Regions from separate parts of the Ovis canadensis genome. Here region 2 is linked to region 1. A link is a contact called in public Hi-C data. All regions are on one chromosome and are shown on one strand. The core of a region is the stretch at or near the end of the contact, and the rest is flanking DNA. Distances in the headings are between cores, read along the strand shown. Region 1 holds the start of ANTXR2 (ANTXR cell adhesion molecule 2). Region 2 has its middle 15 kb from the start of PRDM8.

Region 1 (7,881 bases), core at 2,202-4,701:
GGACAATGTGAAAGAGAAGAACAAATCACATTTTGATTAGACATGTTCAGTTCTCTAAGTCTCAAGCATCATACTTCCCACTGGCAACAACTGCCCTAGTTAACTACACCTTTTAAGCTCTAAGCCTTGATCTCTCAGAATGATTCCTGTTTCAAAGACACCCTATGCAATGTTTATTAAGATCTGAACCTGAAGCTGTAACACTCAGCTCTATAAACTGAAGAGCAGAATGATGCCCAAGGGTTATACATATTTGAAAAGTCATTCACTTCAGTAGTCACCCTTTACTCATTTCCTACAATATATTATGGGTTAGTAACTGAACAACTTGCGCCAGAGAACTGTTTACTATAGAATTCCAACTTGTAAACCAGACCAAATAAGAGCCCTACTTCTTGGAAATGTACTGAAACGACCCACTGCTTTTGATCAAAATCTATGAGACACTCTGCACACTCTTGGATTAAATCAGAAAATTTATCAACAACTCTGTCTCTTGCCTTTGACACTTAACGATATAGAGCCTTGTTTATTTTTCTTTCCTAGACAAGCTTACCTTAGACCCTGTCCAGAAATGAGTGTTATACTTGGCTTCTTAAACAGAAGACTGATGACTGAACATGGACAAGCATACATTTTTATAGGGATAAGCTTACTGCTGCCAATAACTGAAAGCAAGGATTTCCTAGGCCTCTACAGATTGTTTGAAGTTACTTGCAACATGACTTTCAAAATGTTTTGATCATCCAAGCCGTTTTAAAGAAAACATTTGGGCTAACACGACTGAAAGAAGCAATATTTAATGATACAGCTCCTTTTCATGTCCTTTCCATTATCTTGATAAACTTGCATTTCCTCGTTGCATTTTTTCTTCTTTAAAAAGAAAAAAAAAGAGAGGAGGAGGAAAAAAGCCTCAAAAGCCTAGTGTCCTAGGGTTACTTTTAAATAAGAAAGCCACTAATTTCTGGTTACCTCTAAATAAGAGAGTAAGCTGGCTATCATAGCAGTTATGCTTTTTATAGGAGACAAACCAATCTTTCCTAGTAAGGCTTATTGCATATATAGAACAGTTAAATTTTAAACCAGCCACACACCCACACATTGTGTAAACACAAGTCATTTCTTTAAACACACACACACACAAGTGCCTTTTCTGGTAGTGGGTTATTAACACATGCTCATTTGAAGTTTACCAACACTTTTTTTCTTAATGAGGACCTCAATAATGCTAAGAATTGTGTGGAATGGAAAATATATTATGGGTATTATTAGCATAAACTTTTAAAGTGATAAATTATGAGAAAGCATAAATGAAATTCAAAACAGATGAAAACTCAGAAAGGAAAAGACATTTGGAATCATATCTGAAGATACTTCCCCAGAGCCTGAGCCAAGTTTCTGAGATCCAGATGAAATAAGTCCTCAACAACTGAAGGGCTGTCCTAATAACAGCTTGTGTGTGATAAGACCTTGAGGCACTTAAAAATCAACACTTCAGTAAAGGCTTTCCCTGCAAATGGTTTCCAAAAAAGGATACCCTATCTAGCCTTTGGTCTACTTGCCTCCACCTCAAAGTTCCCTGCTTAGAAAAGGAAAGTAGGAGAAATACCTTACAAATCTCTCTGTAAGTTGCTGAACAAAATTGTAAATCTCAATCCAGTTATTTGCCACACTCCCAGACCTGAAAAAGAAAATTGAACGAATCAGAAAAACAACACAGTTACAGGGGTGTAACCTGACCTCTTCTTCAAGCCAAGTTAACAGTATCAGCAACTGAAAGGTAGGTGCTACAAGAACCTAGGAAGTCTACCCATCTTCAGGGATCACCTGCCTGCTAATTGTCTGGAGTAAGATCCCAGCTCTTCAAATAAACACAGCCTTCCTCAGAAGGAAATGCAAACCACAGTGAGTACGTTAACTTCAGACTGCCAAGCTACAATGAAAGTGCTGTGCTCAGGATAAAACCCGGCAAACTTTAGCCAGCGTGAGGCGTTGAGGACTGAGGGACCCAGAAGGAGTCTTATGTGGGTCCTAGGGTCGCAGAAGGTTACCCCAAGTGACAGCACTCCCATTTCCTAAGAAACCCAGCCACTGGCCAGCAGTGACTGCCCATCTCCCTAGAGAGCCTAGCAGCTCCGGGCTCCTCCTATTACCCCACAGCCCGCACAGATCCGAAAGCACTCGGCTTTCGGACAGAGATAGCAACAGGGCGCCCATCACCGGAGTTGCCCCTCACCCCTCCCCAGGTCGCACAGACAGCTCAGCCTCCCCCCACCACAGCTCACCACCCAGGGCCACTCTGCCCAGGAGACCCTGGATCCCTTTTCCCGCACTCACTTGTCCAAGACGAAGTAGAGATCAAAGGCTCCGTGGCAGGAGGGCTGCTCCTGGGCGCTCAGCAGCCCCCCGGGACCGCTGAGAGCAAGCAGCCACAGCCCAGGGATCAGCCAGCGCCCGGGACAGCGGGCCGGGGAGAGCCCCGCCACCATCCTGCGGCCGGGGGTCTGCGGCTCCCTCCTGCTCGCAGCCCCCCTCGGCTCGGCTCGGCTCCACTCGGCGGCGACGCTAGGGTGGTGGGAGTGACCAGGGACGCACCCTGAGGTGGGGGGGATAGCGAGTCCCTTAGGGCGCCGGCGCCTGGGCCAGCGGGACCCACTGACTGACAGAGGGAGGGAGACAGGGAAGGAGGGAGGTCCTAGCAGGACAAAGGGAGACTCCGCCGCCGCCGCAGCTGCCGCCGGAACTCTTGACGAATCCCCGTGGAAGAGCGATCCGGCCCTCCCCCTCCCGATTCCGGAGAGTTCCTGCAGGTCACCGGGGCCCGCGGCGACTGCTCGCAGAAGTTCCTCCGCCGCCTCGGGTCGAGCCTCCAGCCTCCGCTACAGAGCTCGGGTCCTCCAGGAGGGCCGCCCGGGACGCGGCCGCCGCCGCGTACACTTGAAAACGGAGGAGCGCTCGGTTCGGGTTCCCCGCCTCCGCCCGGCACTGCAAACTTTTCTTCCTCGTACTCGGCTCTGGCACCGCGCGGCGGCCGGGCCGTCCTCTTTAGGGGAGGAGGCCGGGCGGCTCCGGAGAAGCCACTCGCAGCCAAGGCCAGAACCGCAATCCGGCCGGGTCTCCGCGGTGGCTGTGTGCGCCCGAGGGCGGGGCCTGAGCCGAGCCACACACGCACACTTGTGGGTTCGTGCCGAGCCGAGATGACTAAGGCTTGCCAGCTTTTGGAAAGGAGAGAAGTAGTTTAGAAAAACAGATGTCCTCTAGAAACTAAACAACCCCCCTTCCTGTACCCTGCAGGCTCGGCCTGTTGCAGCAGCTGTGCAGAGCATCCCGTGGCGGGGTTGGGAGACTGAGGTCTAGCGGTCCTGAGAAAGGGCATGACCCCCTCTCTCTGCCTCACCCCCATTATCACAAGCGCACTTGCTGCTCTGGTATCTAAAGTAGACAACTTCCTCTTTTTTTTTTTTTTTTCTTAAATAAACCTACCTCATTGTTTCATCTCATTAAGACTAGAAACTTCTCTGTGGGGGGAGAGGGGGAGTTGGGGGAGTAAGGGTGGGAAACTTCAGGAATGAACAGCTGTACCTCAAAACATTGCATCCCACTGACATTCATCTCAAGCTCCAGATATTGAGAATTTCATCTCGGAGCCAACTGGGTCACCCTTGCCAAACTTGCACAGGAGCAAAAGTTTGCAGGCATTTTGGATTCTCTGCTTACTCATTCATTCTGCACTCAACCTCTCCTCTCTGCCCCTACCGCAACCTCCTCGCCGGTGGAAACTGACTTTTAGAGCCTAACCATCTGACCGGTATGTTAGTCGCTCAGTTGTGTCCGACTCTTTTGAGACCCCATGGACTGTACTTCCCTCAGGCTCCTCTGTCCATGGGATTTCCCAGGCAAGAATACTGGAGTGGGTTGCCATTTCCTCCTCCAGGGTATCTTCCCCATCCTGGATTGAACCTTCCTCTCCTGAGTTTTCAGTATGGCAGGCGGATTCTTTACCACTGAGACACCAGGGAATCCCACTGGTATGCACACCAGTGATTGAGAGTAACATTCAGTGTCACCTCCTCTTCATTTGAATTAAGTCAAGGCTTTATGATAAAAAGTTCATATAGTACTACATTACATGTTGTCTCAGCAATTTGAATAGTTGTGGTGCATATTTAACTTTTTGTTTACACTGTCTTTGACTACAACCAGATTTGCAAGCTGTTTGAAGGCAGAAATCCATCACCTTAGTATCTGCTTTAGGTAAAGAATCTGCCTGCTCATGCAAGAAACTCAGTTCAGTCCCTGGGTCGGGAAGACCCCTGGAGAAGGAAATAGCAACCCACTTCAGTATTCTTGCCTGGGAAATCCCATGGACAGAGAAGCCTGGCAGGCTATAAGTCCTTGGAGGTGCAAAAGAGTGGGACACAACTTAGCGCCTAAAACAACAACAATATGCCTGGCACTGTTCTAGGACCTAGAGTAAAAGCTCAGAATAAGATGACAAGCCCCAGTTTCCATGAAGCTTGCAGTCTGGTTGAGGAGGAAAAGCAGGCAGAAATACATAAGTAAATGTCCATAGAGAAGGTAGCTCACAGAGATTTAAAATACGGTCATATGATAGAGAAAGACCAACTAAATGACTAACAAAGAAGGTAGCCATTCCAAGAGCTAGAGGAGGAAACATTTCCAGTGACTGCAACTTTCCAGAAGTATTAGCTTAGCACATTCAAGAAACAGAAAAACAGTGTAACTCAAGTTTTATGAGAAAGAGGAAGTAAGAGAGCCAGACAGAGGCTAGCTAGTATATGTGCTTCATAAACTGTGGTAAAGAATTCAAATATTTTATATTGTGCAACTGAAGCCCATTAAAGGAGTTCTAGGGGTGGGGAAGGGGATAAATTGTTATATGTTTTTTATAAATCATTATAGCTGATATGATACAATGAATTTGGAGACAGCAAGGATGAAAGCAAGAAAACCAGTTAGCAGACTAGTGCAGTACCAGGGCACAATAAAATGGTACCTTGGACCAGCATCTCTGTAGTGTCTGAACATAAATATAGAAACAGGTAAGAACTTCAGTAAATACAAGTGGATCCTCAGTTTGGAAATGTCTGCCACTTAGAGATGGAAATTCCACAATCATCCACTGGACCTACCACTTCTTACCTGATAGGGTACTGATGGGCCAAGTGGCTGATGGAGTGGAAGATAACACTTCTGTTAGAAAGAAATACAAATCCTCCATTGTTTTCAAGTAAGTGAGCTCCAGGGAAAAAAAAAAGTCCAATGAGAGGGATGGCTATATTATCAGCATCCTAATTCTGTGCTCCTTGGTCTCATCTTCTCTTAAGTTTCTGAAATTCTGATTCTTCTGCAGTCATAAGGCCTCCAGGAATATGCTGCCACCTCTCATTTCAGATTTAGACCCTGTTGTGGATACACTGGAAATCCCATGGCTCAGACTGTAAGGAATCCACCTGCAATGCAGGAGACCTGGGTTCAATCCCTGGGTCAGGAAGATCCCCTGGAGAAGGGAATAGCAACCCATGCCAGTATCCTTGCCTGGAGAATTCAATGGACAGAAGAGCCTGGTGGGCCACAGTCCATGGGGTTGTAATGGAAACATTCATCTCTTTGACTTCCCATAGCAGAATTGATACAGGTTAACTTTCAGGAAACTTATATTAACAGCTTGTTAAAGGTTTTTATTATTTACTGTTGGTCGAAACTGATCTCCATTTTCAACTTTCATTTTAATCAAGATAGAATCTGAGATACTATATACCTTTAGCAATGACTATCATATTATTACATGACTGAATAAAATAGGGGTTGGGGGGGATTGCCAAAAAGCAATAACCATTGCTTTCAAGTTAGAAGATGACAGAAGGTAAGGAAATATGTGTCTCATGTACTCTGTCCTCATGATGAAGTATTTTAAATTCACATACATTGGCTTCTTTTCCCCAGGTTCCTTGACCCATTTCTGTTCAATTTCTGGGACTCCACAAACTAGTTTAAGGATCCATCTTGTGCTAGGAACAAACTAAAGCAAAATACTTTGGAATTAAAACTTGTTCTTCCTCCAAATTCCTAGGCCCTCCCAGACTTCTCTCATTCAGTTCTTCTTTCCTGATAAAGAAGGAAAGATTAATCCTTGTTGATTTATTTGGGTAATTAATCCAGCCCAGTTCTAAAATTTTTATCATTTCAGCAGGGATGTGGCTTCATCTAGCACAGGCCAATAATTAATCAAATCATTTTCATCTAATATAAATGAGTGGGAAGGTCATTAATTTGCTGGGGCAACCAACTGTCCCGATTTGTCCCAGACTGAAGAGTGTCCAGGGACATGCAACTTTCAGTGCTGAAACTGGGGCAGAAACTAGGATGGTCCCTAAAGAGGGCTGTTAGTCACACTATTTCCAAGAAATAATGAGGGAAGGTGACAGCGAGGGCAGACAGGAATGTCAACAAGCCATGAAGTCGGAGAGGTCACAGCAGTAAAACTTTCTCTTCCCCTACTCTGGGGAGAGAGGACTCAGGCCTTGTGTCAGCTGGACACTAGCCAGGTAGAGCTTCAAATTGACTTCTGTACCATTACAAGCATTCTGGCACACTGTTTAACTTTCTTTTATTTTTTTAATTTATTATTTTTAGTTTGTTTCTTCAGGTCTTAGAGTGTGTGGGATCTAGTTCACCAATAGGGGGTTGAAACCAGGTCCTTTTTATGGGGAGCACAGGTCTTAGCCACTGGACCACCAGGGAAGACCTTAACTTTCTATTTTAAATCAAAAATGAGATAAGAAATGCAGATTTTTAGCAGAGGGGGGACACTTCAACTGAATGATTCAGATAAATAAATCTAAAATATTTCTTTTTGATCAAATTATCTGCATTTCTGCTGAAGTAGTTTGCTTCATAATCCATACAAGCCCCTACTCTTTGAAAGTTATTCTTTGCATCAATCTGAAGTTCTAGTTCAACATTAGAATTTATTACCTTATTTTAAAACATACTAATAAATCCAAGAACACTGTAAACTCAGTTTAAGGTACTCAGAGTAGCTTGACATTGACACCTGATTTAAAGTATCCACTAGGCCTTTGGTCACGTCCCATCTCTTACACCCACAGAGCTTGTATGGATTTTATGTTAAATTTTATTTATTTATTTACTAATTTTTGTTTAACAAGTATTTATCAATACCTACTAGGTATCTGGTAATATTCTAAGCATATAACTTATGCTTTCAGGAGTTCATCTTTCCAATGTCCTATCATTAATTTATTTCTGTCTCCTCTGATGCCAGCAAAGAATAAACAGAAGAGACAAATAAGCTATAATAATAAACACAGGAAAATAGAAATGAATGTATCCTTTATGTGTAAAAGGTCATATAATCTATATTATTTACAAGTCAATAACTTTGTATGACATGTACAGTGACCAACAGGATGCTCCCGGAAAGTACCACAACGGAAGTGATTCATATTCACAGTACCTGTAGAGTGATTCATTATATAACTACCATGATTCACAGGAAGACAATAAGTACCTATAGATGACAGTTTATTTAAACTTTTATCAGTATAGTCACTAAAGAGCTAGATTTCCCCAACGTCTGAACTAGTTCCTGACAGTGAACAAAATGTTTTTTGAAGGTGCCGAATACTTCTAAGTTAATATCTCTGTGTGTGACAACAGGGGATGTCAACCAATGGCAGAAAATGGTTACTAACATCTGCGTTTGGGATTGAAAGAAAGTGAAAGTCAGTCATGTCCAACTCTTTGTGACCCCATGGATCCATGGAATTCTCCATGCCAGAATACTGGAGTGGGTTGCCTTTCCCTTCTCCAGGGGATCTTCCCAACCCAGGGATC
Region 2 (7,881 bases), core at 3,666-6,165, 110 kb after region 1:
GCCACCAGGCCTAAGATATTCTGAAAACAGCAGCCCAAGCAGACTAATACACTTATACTTGGTATTAGCAATATTCTTTTAAACTATTCAAGTATTGAAAATCACTGTAGTTTTAATTTTCATATCTGCAGTATCTAAAGATGTTGAACATCATTTCATGTCTTCATTTGATTGGTGAGTATCTGTTTAAACCCTTTACTCATATTTTAATTGAGCTCCTTATATTCTTATGGTTGAGTTTTAAGGGTTCTTTTTCCATTTTGGATACAAGTTTTTTGTTAGATATATGATTTACAAATGTGTTCTCCTGGCCTGAGTTTGTTTATCCATTCTCTTAACAGAGGCTTTCACAGAGAAGAAGTTTTAAATTTTTATTAAGTCCAAGTTATATTTTTGCCTTTTTTCAGTCATGCTCTTGATATCCCCAAGTCATAAAGTTTGCCTAAACCCAAGTCATAAAGACTTATTTCTTTTTTTTTTCTAAAAGTTCTATAAGATTTAGGTTTTAGATTTAGATCTATATTTATTGTGTATTAATATTGATGTAATAAGTGTGAGATTTTATTACTTTCTTCTGCTTTGGCATATGGATGTCCAATTGCTGCAAAAACATCTATTGAAAAGTCTATTCATTTTTCCATTTAATTATTTTTGCACCTTTGCCAAAAAATCTAAAATAAAAGCTGCATTTGTATCTCTTTTTTGTTATTTATTTCCTACATTGAGTATTGCAAACCATGAGTGAGATATATCTTTCCATCATTTAAATGTTCTTTAATTTCTTTAGTCAGCACTTTTTAGTTTTCAGCATATAATCCTACACAATTTAGTTAGACTTATTCACAGGTAGTTCCCTCTTTTATCAGGAGCTTTAGTAATACAGAAAATATTTGGTATCTAATTATTCATTGTTAGCATACATATTGATTGAGTTGTATGAGCTATTTGTATATTTTTGGATATGAATCCCTTATTGGTCTCATAATTTGCAAATATTTTCTCCCACTTCATAGGTTGCCTTTTTGTTCTGTTGACGATTTCCTTTGCTGTACAAAAGCTTTTAAGTTTGATTAGGTCTCATTGGCTTTTATTTCTTTTGCCTTGGGAAACTGATCTAAGAAAATACTACTACAATTTACGTCAGAAAGTGTTTTGCCCATGTCCTTTTCTAGAAGTTTTATGGTATCATGTCTTATATTTAGGTCTTCAAACCATTTTGAATTTACTTTTGTATATGCTATGAGGGAGTGTTCTAATTTCATTAATTTACATGTAGCTGTTCAGTGTTTCCAACATTGTTTGCTGAAAAGACTTGTTTTTTCTCCATTGTATATTCTTGCCTTTGTCATAAATTAATTGACAGTGTGTTAGTTTATTTCTGGGCTCTCTATTCTGTTCTATTGATCTCTATGTTTGCATTTAAACACTTTTGAGTATTCATTTTGATTCATTGTTTAGTTGTATATAGTACTTCCAAATTATTCATCTTTGAATCTCACTCTTCATATTCTATTTTTCTGAAATGTTTCTCTCCATTTAAAGAGTGACTTTTAATTTTGTATCAGGCCTCACAAATTTTTAAACTCAGTGCCTAGGAAATTCAAATATGTGGCTTTTTATTGTACTAATATGTAGTGTGAACACTCAAGATTCTGATATTAGTTATAATTTTATATAAAATTAGAAAAAAGAACATGTTTCTTTACCACTGTTTTTCATCATTTCGCCTATGGGTTAGTTCAGGTATAGGAGGAAAGGATAGGGCTGGCAAAATCAGGAAGAGGAAAAGTTACTTCAATCTGAAGTCCACACAGACTCTGAACTCAAGAAAATGTGTTAGTAGGATTTGCCGTTGCTGAGAGGTTGATTTGTTATGAAGTAGTCACTTTTTGCTGAATCTTGGCTGACTTTCTTGAAAGCAACAGTCAGCAAGTGACTAACCAGGTCTAGCAAGACTGAGGCCGACACAGGAAACCACAAAATGATGAGAGACCTAGGGATGCCCAAAGGAAGTCAATAGGGTGTACTCTAAAATTCTTCCAGGTCTTGGCTTACACAGCCTGCCAAGACCTCTGGAAATCAGTGCTAGTAGGAACTTGCAGCCAAAGGGCTCTGAGAGATGACTCTTAAAAACTTGGATGGTTAGGTTTACTTAAAGCCTGTTAAGTTTTTACTTCCAGTTGGAATTGTGCTTCAAAGAGGTTTGCAGAGAGTTCTCAGACAAACTTTTTGATGAATAATAATAGCTACTTGCTGATTATTCTCCCCAAGATCCATTCTCCAGCCTTCTAAGCCTGACTTGAGGTCCTCAAAAGCTGACCCATGTAGATCCAGCATCATGTCCCAGTACGTTGCCAACTAGTTCCCAGTTGGGTTGGGCCAACAGAAGATATTAACATGAAATTGAAAGATGTGAGATGAGAAAGACTAGGGTGTTGCATCCCTTCTCTCTCCTTGCTATGCCATGGCCTCTCTGGCAGTAGCTTGTACTCCTGAGCTCGTCTCCAAGGTTCCAGTCCTTACTGGGCTATAGAAACTCTAATTCCTCTCCTAAGAGCTTCTTGTGGTGCTATTTCTGTGTGTTTCATTTTCTCATTTGTTCCCACAGCTGTGCCCACCTCTTTTTAAGTAATCTCTTCGTTTGATCCGCTTGGCTGAATTCTGATTCCTACTGGGTCCCTAACAATTACTACATTTTAAAACCTGTCAGTATTTCTAAGTCTTACCATAACCCTGCAAGGTTAACACATTATTAACCAATTTACAGATAAAGTGATGGTGGTGGTTTAGTCGCTTAGTTGTGTCTGACTCTTTGCGACCCCATGGATTACAGCCTGCCAGGCTCCTCTGTCCATGGGATTCTCCAGGCAAGAATACTGAAATGGGTTGCCATTTCCTCCTCCAGGGGATCTTCCCGACTCAGGAATCGAACCCAGGTCTCCTGCATTGCAAGCAGATTCTTTACCAATTGAGCCACAAGGGAAGCCATGGCTATAGGTAAGGATATAGACTTAAACCAGAAAAATATCCAAAGTCACACATCTAGTGAGTTAACAGAGTTGGGATTAAAACTCTGGTCCTTCTAACAGGAGTCATTTTCCTTGCTTCATTTAGGTTTGTAAACAAGTTAGTTCTATTTATATTTTTCCCCCCAAAACTAATTTTATTCAGATATAAGTCAGAGTTTATGTCTCCGTCTTATAAACATGTTGAGTAAGCTTGAGCCTTTATTTTGAAATAGAATTTGATGAAACTCACAAAGAAGTTGCTAAATTCAAGTTCGGTATCCCTGCCTGATAAGTTTTAATGACAATAATAAGAACAAAAGACTTTTATTTAAAATAATGTGTGATAATCTGCTCTTGCCTGATGCTAGCATTAAGTCTTCTCTGCCCTGAGCTTTTTGCCTGACGCCTTTGGTTGCAACTCACAACCATTCCCAATATCCTTATCTCTATCTTTTTACATTTTAAAGGTTGGTTCTCCCAGACTTTGCAAGTATCTGTGGCCAGGGAATAAATAAAAACCAAAAGTATTTCCTTCACATAAAAGGAAAGAACTACTTTTCTTTGCCCTTCCCTTTCTTAATGGTGTGATGCCTGGAATTATGGCAGTCATCTTGTGATCATGAGCCAGTATAAGAATGACCCAAATATTTCATAGTACATATTTACACTAAAAAGATTATAATTTTATATATAATATGTATACATATATTCAATAACAAGCTGTTATACTCGAATACTGAGTTCCACAAGCCCTAAAGCCTCTGAGTTTTGTTGTTGTTTTATTAAATATGGAATGGACAAAAAGAATATCTATAAAATATGTGCCTGACATTAAAAAAAAAAACAACAATATGCTGTCCACCTAGGTAACCACAACCCAGCCTAAGGAAAAAAAAAAAAAAACCCTCAGAGGAAACTTCTATCCTGCATTTTGCATTTATCCATTCTTTGCTGCTTTAAAAATTCCCTTGCTTTCCCTTGTTCATCTCTATGCCCTTTGAAAGGCTAGAAATTGAAACAAGACATTTCCCTTTTTTTTCGCTTAAGTTGTTAATATATGCAACACTTAGTCCCCAAACACACTTTACTTTTTCAAATGCAGTAAAGGTAGCCTGACAGACTCCCTTCCTCCTCAAATTACAAGGCAAAGACTGCGGTGGAACATTAAAAACAGGAAGGTGTCCCTTATATAGGTGACCAGAAAGCTTGAAGAGGGCAGAGAAGTGCATCTTTTCAGAGCTAGTGAGGGACACAGAGGTACAGACAGGGTGGGGCAGTGCTGGGGGGAGAGAGAAAGAGAGAGGGTAGGAGAGAGAGAGTGGTCTTAACAGGTCATGTGGGAGGGGGTTGATCTTTGTGTATTTTTAGAGGAGCAGCTCCAACTTTGAGGTTTTGAAGGGCTTCCCCTGCCCCTCCCTCAGCGCATCCCTAGGCAGGCAGACCACTGCCCAAGCCTCCCTCCTGAGACCCTGCATATGCTTTGTTGCTAAATGACTCTTCGCCCCGTTATCTCCTCACGGGATACATCTGTTGGGTGCCTTGCATCCTCAACCCCGCTTTCATCTCTTCGTATCTCAGCACATTGTTTCCTCCAGTCCTTGTGCCAGGGTGGAAGGGAGCCATCCCGCCCGGCCTCGCTCTGGGATTGGCAGCGAATGAATGATTGGCAGCGGGCATCTCTGTCAGGGCTTTGGCATGCTGCGGAGTAGAAGCCCTGTGCTAATGAATGTCATCTACACCTACCAGATGTGCCACTGGGTGACATGCCAGATCTTTTACATAATGCCATTCTGCCGGACACGAGACAGCTGGGGGAGGGAGTGTCTTTTAATGCCTTGGGGTGGGAGTGAGCATGGCTTCTTCTTTTTTTTTAATCCGGACTTCCCGCCACCACCCATACACCCAATCAGTTCCCCCTGCACTGAGCTAAAACCTATGGCTGAGGGCATCTCCCTCAGAGACAGCCCGGAAGCTGGAGGGCTGGAGTTCGTTGGCTCTCTCCCGCATTCGTCGCCTTTCTTCTTGAGTTTCTTCTCCCCGCCCCCATCCAAATTTAGGACAGAGGATATTTTAGTTAAAGATATAAAAACATTAAAGCTGAAATACAAAAAGAGAGAGAGAGAGAGAGAGGGGGGAGAAATGACATTCCCTATCCTCCGCGCCCCCCTCCACCCTACGCTAAAAGTGCAAGAATGCGCTCCCCCCACCCCACCACCCCCTTCCTTTTCCACCGCCCACCGGAAACTAGATGGTATTTATCCCCAAGGATGGTATCCTGTCAGTGTCTGCCCCACGTTCTGGCTGAAAAAGTTCTCTGGAGTGATGTGGAGGTGTCCAAAACTCCACGCCGTGTGGAGGGGACTGTTTCCTGGAGTGGGATGGACAAGGTGGGAGGAAAGGGAAATGAGAAAACCACTTCTGATGGGCAGCGGGTGTGTGAGCGTGTAAGAGTGTTTTGGTCCCCACACCGCCCTCCCCCCCTCAGCTCTCCACCCCGCGAGGGGGAGGGACTGCCACGCGGGTGTCTCGCTCTTTCGCTAGACCTCCGGGTCGGGACTGCCCCGGGATTCAAGGGGGGCTCGAAAGGGGGCAGACCTCTGCTCCCCCTCCCGCACATTCCCCATCACACCCCCAGGCCTCCGCTCCCACGCCGCTCGGACTCCAGCCCCTCGCGCGCCCCGGGCCCAGTCGCCCGGCCCCTTCCCTGGCACCCGCACCCCCGCCCGCAGCCGAGGCTCCAGATGGCGGCTCCTAGCGCTCGGCTCGCGGCCCCCAGACGCCGCCCGGCAGCAGCCGCCGGTCGCTCCCTCCCTCCCAGCTGCTGCGGCGGCGGAGACCGCGACTGCTCCGCCAGGAGGGCGGGTTCCTACGCCGGCTCGGCTTGGGGTAGGAGCCGGGCCGCCGAGGGGCGCGCCAGAGCTGTGCCCGCGGGGAAGGAGCCCACCAGGCCCCAGGTGAGGAGCGCGCGGGGTAGAGCGCGGGAGGGGAGGGAGCCGGCCCGCCGCCCTGGCACCCTCACACCGCCTCCGTCTCGTGACTTCCCTACCCCGCACCACCTCCAGGTCCCCGGCGCCGCGGGCCGAGCCGGCGCCGACCCCCAGCAGCCGCGGGACCGCCGAGGTGAGCGCCGCGCGGCCTCCAGGAGGGGGCGCCCCGCACCCCGGACCCCCTGCCCGAGGGGGGGCTCCTCCCGGACGTCCCGCCCCGGCCCTGTGGAAGGCTGTCCCGGCCCGAGAGGTGCCCCCTTCTGCCGGAGAGCGGTAATGCCCACCAACTGCGACCACCCGCTTCCTCACTTTTCTCCGCTCTTCTCTCTCGCTTCCTATTTGCCTGTCTTTTTTCCCCTTCTTGCTTGCCAGGTTCCCTTCCTTCTCCCCGCCTGCTCATCCTGGACCTTTCCTCTCCTTTCCCGGTCCCTTCACCCGCGCGGTGAGGGTTTGTCCGCCTCCTGGGAAGATGGGAAGGGGGGTGTATTTAGTGCCTAGGCGCTAGCTCCCCTCCGCAGGTGCATCCTGGTGGGCCCCCCGAAAGCAGCTCTGAGAATGGCGGTTCGAAAGGGTTGAGATCACCCTCTTCCTGACCTGGGTCCGTTGACTCACTTGGGGAGGGGAGTGATGCGTTTAGGAGCAGTGCTTCCCCTGAACACGGACTACGAAATTCTCTTTACCGGCCGGATGTATGAAGTTCAACGGCCTGGCACTGAGCCCTTTTCTCCCACCCTAGAGTCAGGACCCTTCAAGGGCATTTTCCCGTATAAAAAGCCCGATAAGACTTTAAAGTCCGCCTCCCCGGACAGTCCTCCCTGCGGTCTTCCGTAGAAATTGTGCTGGTATCAGGGTAGAGGGGGTAAGGCGCTAAAAGGTCTCGGCGCCTGGCATCCCCTCTAATTCCCCCAGGGGTTGCGCGCGTGCCCACAGGCCCCCTGCCGGTCCCTGCGTGCGATCGTCTGGCATTAGACCCCCGAGAGTGCGTCCCGTAAGCTCCCGGTACAAATCCCCTCGGAAATATTAATCACAACCACCAGAAAAAGCAAAATGTGTGCCCGTGCCGTGTCTGCCTTTTAATCCCGAACGTAATTCTGCAAGGCAGCATCAGACAGGGGCCCTATTAATCCCTTGCACGAGCAAATGCAATCTCTGACCTACTAGACTTGTTTTCCTGCAATTTCACGAAGAGTTGGCCTGGCTTCGCCAGAGGAATACCCGAAGACAGACAGAAAACCGTGAGAGACTGGCGACGCGACACAGCATCGCAATAATGGGGGTTTATGTCAGTCCGGAGGTGCTCCTGCCATAGAGTGGGATCGCCGGCCAGGAGCCCTGAAATTCCTGTAGGGACGGTTGCGGAGTGGGCCGGTGTGGGGAAGGTCGAGTGAGCTAGGCGGCAGGCGCCCAGGGAGGTTGGAGCCCAGAGGAAATCCAGTTCTCTTTCCTCCGAAGCCTTCGGACACAAGTGACCTCCTTTGGAGCTAACCCGTGGCAACGGCGCTAGGGCAGGCAGAGGGGGTCAGCTCGCTAGACGGAGGGGGTCAAGGTTTCATCCCCTGAGGCCTGTTCCTCACACTTGACATTTCCCTCTCCACCCTCCTGTCGTTCAATCAATCACGTTTCCCGTCTCCCGTTTTATTCAAAACCGTCTTCTAGTTCCCTCATAATCGTAATTTGCACCATTGCTTTTTATCTTTGATTAATTAGGAAATCGAAAAAGATAATGGAGGGTCGGGCCAATAAATTAGCCTCAGGGGCCGACGGACGGACGTCTGGGACTGCTGTGTGGGTGGGCACCGTCCGCGGAGGCGGTTGCGGGGCGGGGGTGGCGATGGCGCCGGTCGGACAGGAAGGGGTTAAGCGAAGGCGCGCGGTGCCTGCAGATA

Evidence for each region. A called contact is a pair of places that touch in the nucleus more often than the background predicts.
Region 2: a Hi-C map of lung shows a contact between it and region 1, with 3 times the contacts expected there. The contact joins the enhancer-like site here to the promoter of ANTXR2 in region 1. A contact is called at or near these places in 2 of 2 Hi-C or Micro-C datasets (fibroblasts and lung).

What each region holds. Positions count from the first base shown.
Region 1 is chr6:111,344,356-111,352,236 of ARS-UI_OviCan_v2, forward strand. ANTXR2 (ANTXR cell adhesion molecule 2) reads right to left here and starts at 3,452. Exons shown (of 17, transcript XM_069594457.1): 1 at 2,338-3,452; 2 at 1,610-1,681. The coding sequence starts at 2,489.
Region 2 is chr6:111,449,681-111,457,561 of ARS-UI_OviCan_v2, forward strand. No RefSeq gene overlaps it. Among named protein-coding and RNA genes, the nearest start is that of PRDM8, 15 kb to the right of the region's middle. Within about 2 kb of position 4,916, the one cell type or tissue checked has open chromatin away from gene starts, as enhancers often do. A contact at or near this core is called in fibroblasts, where this site is marked.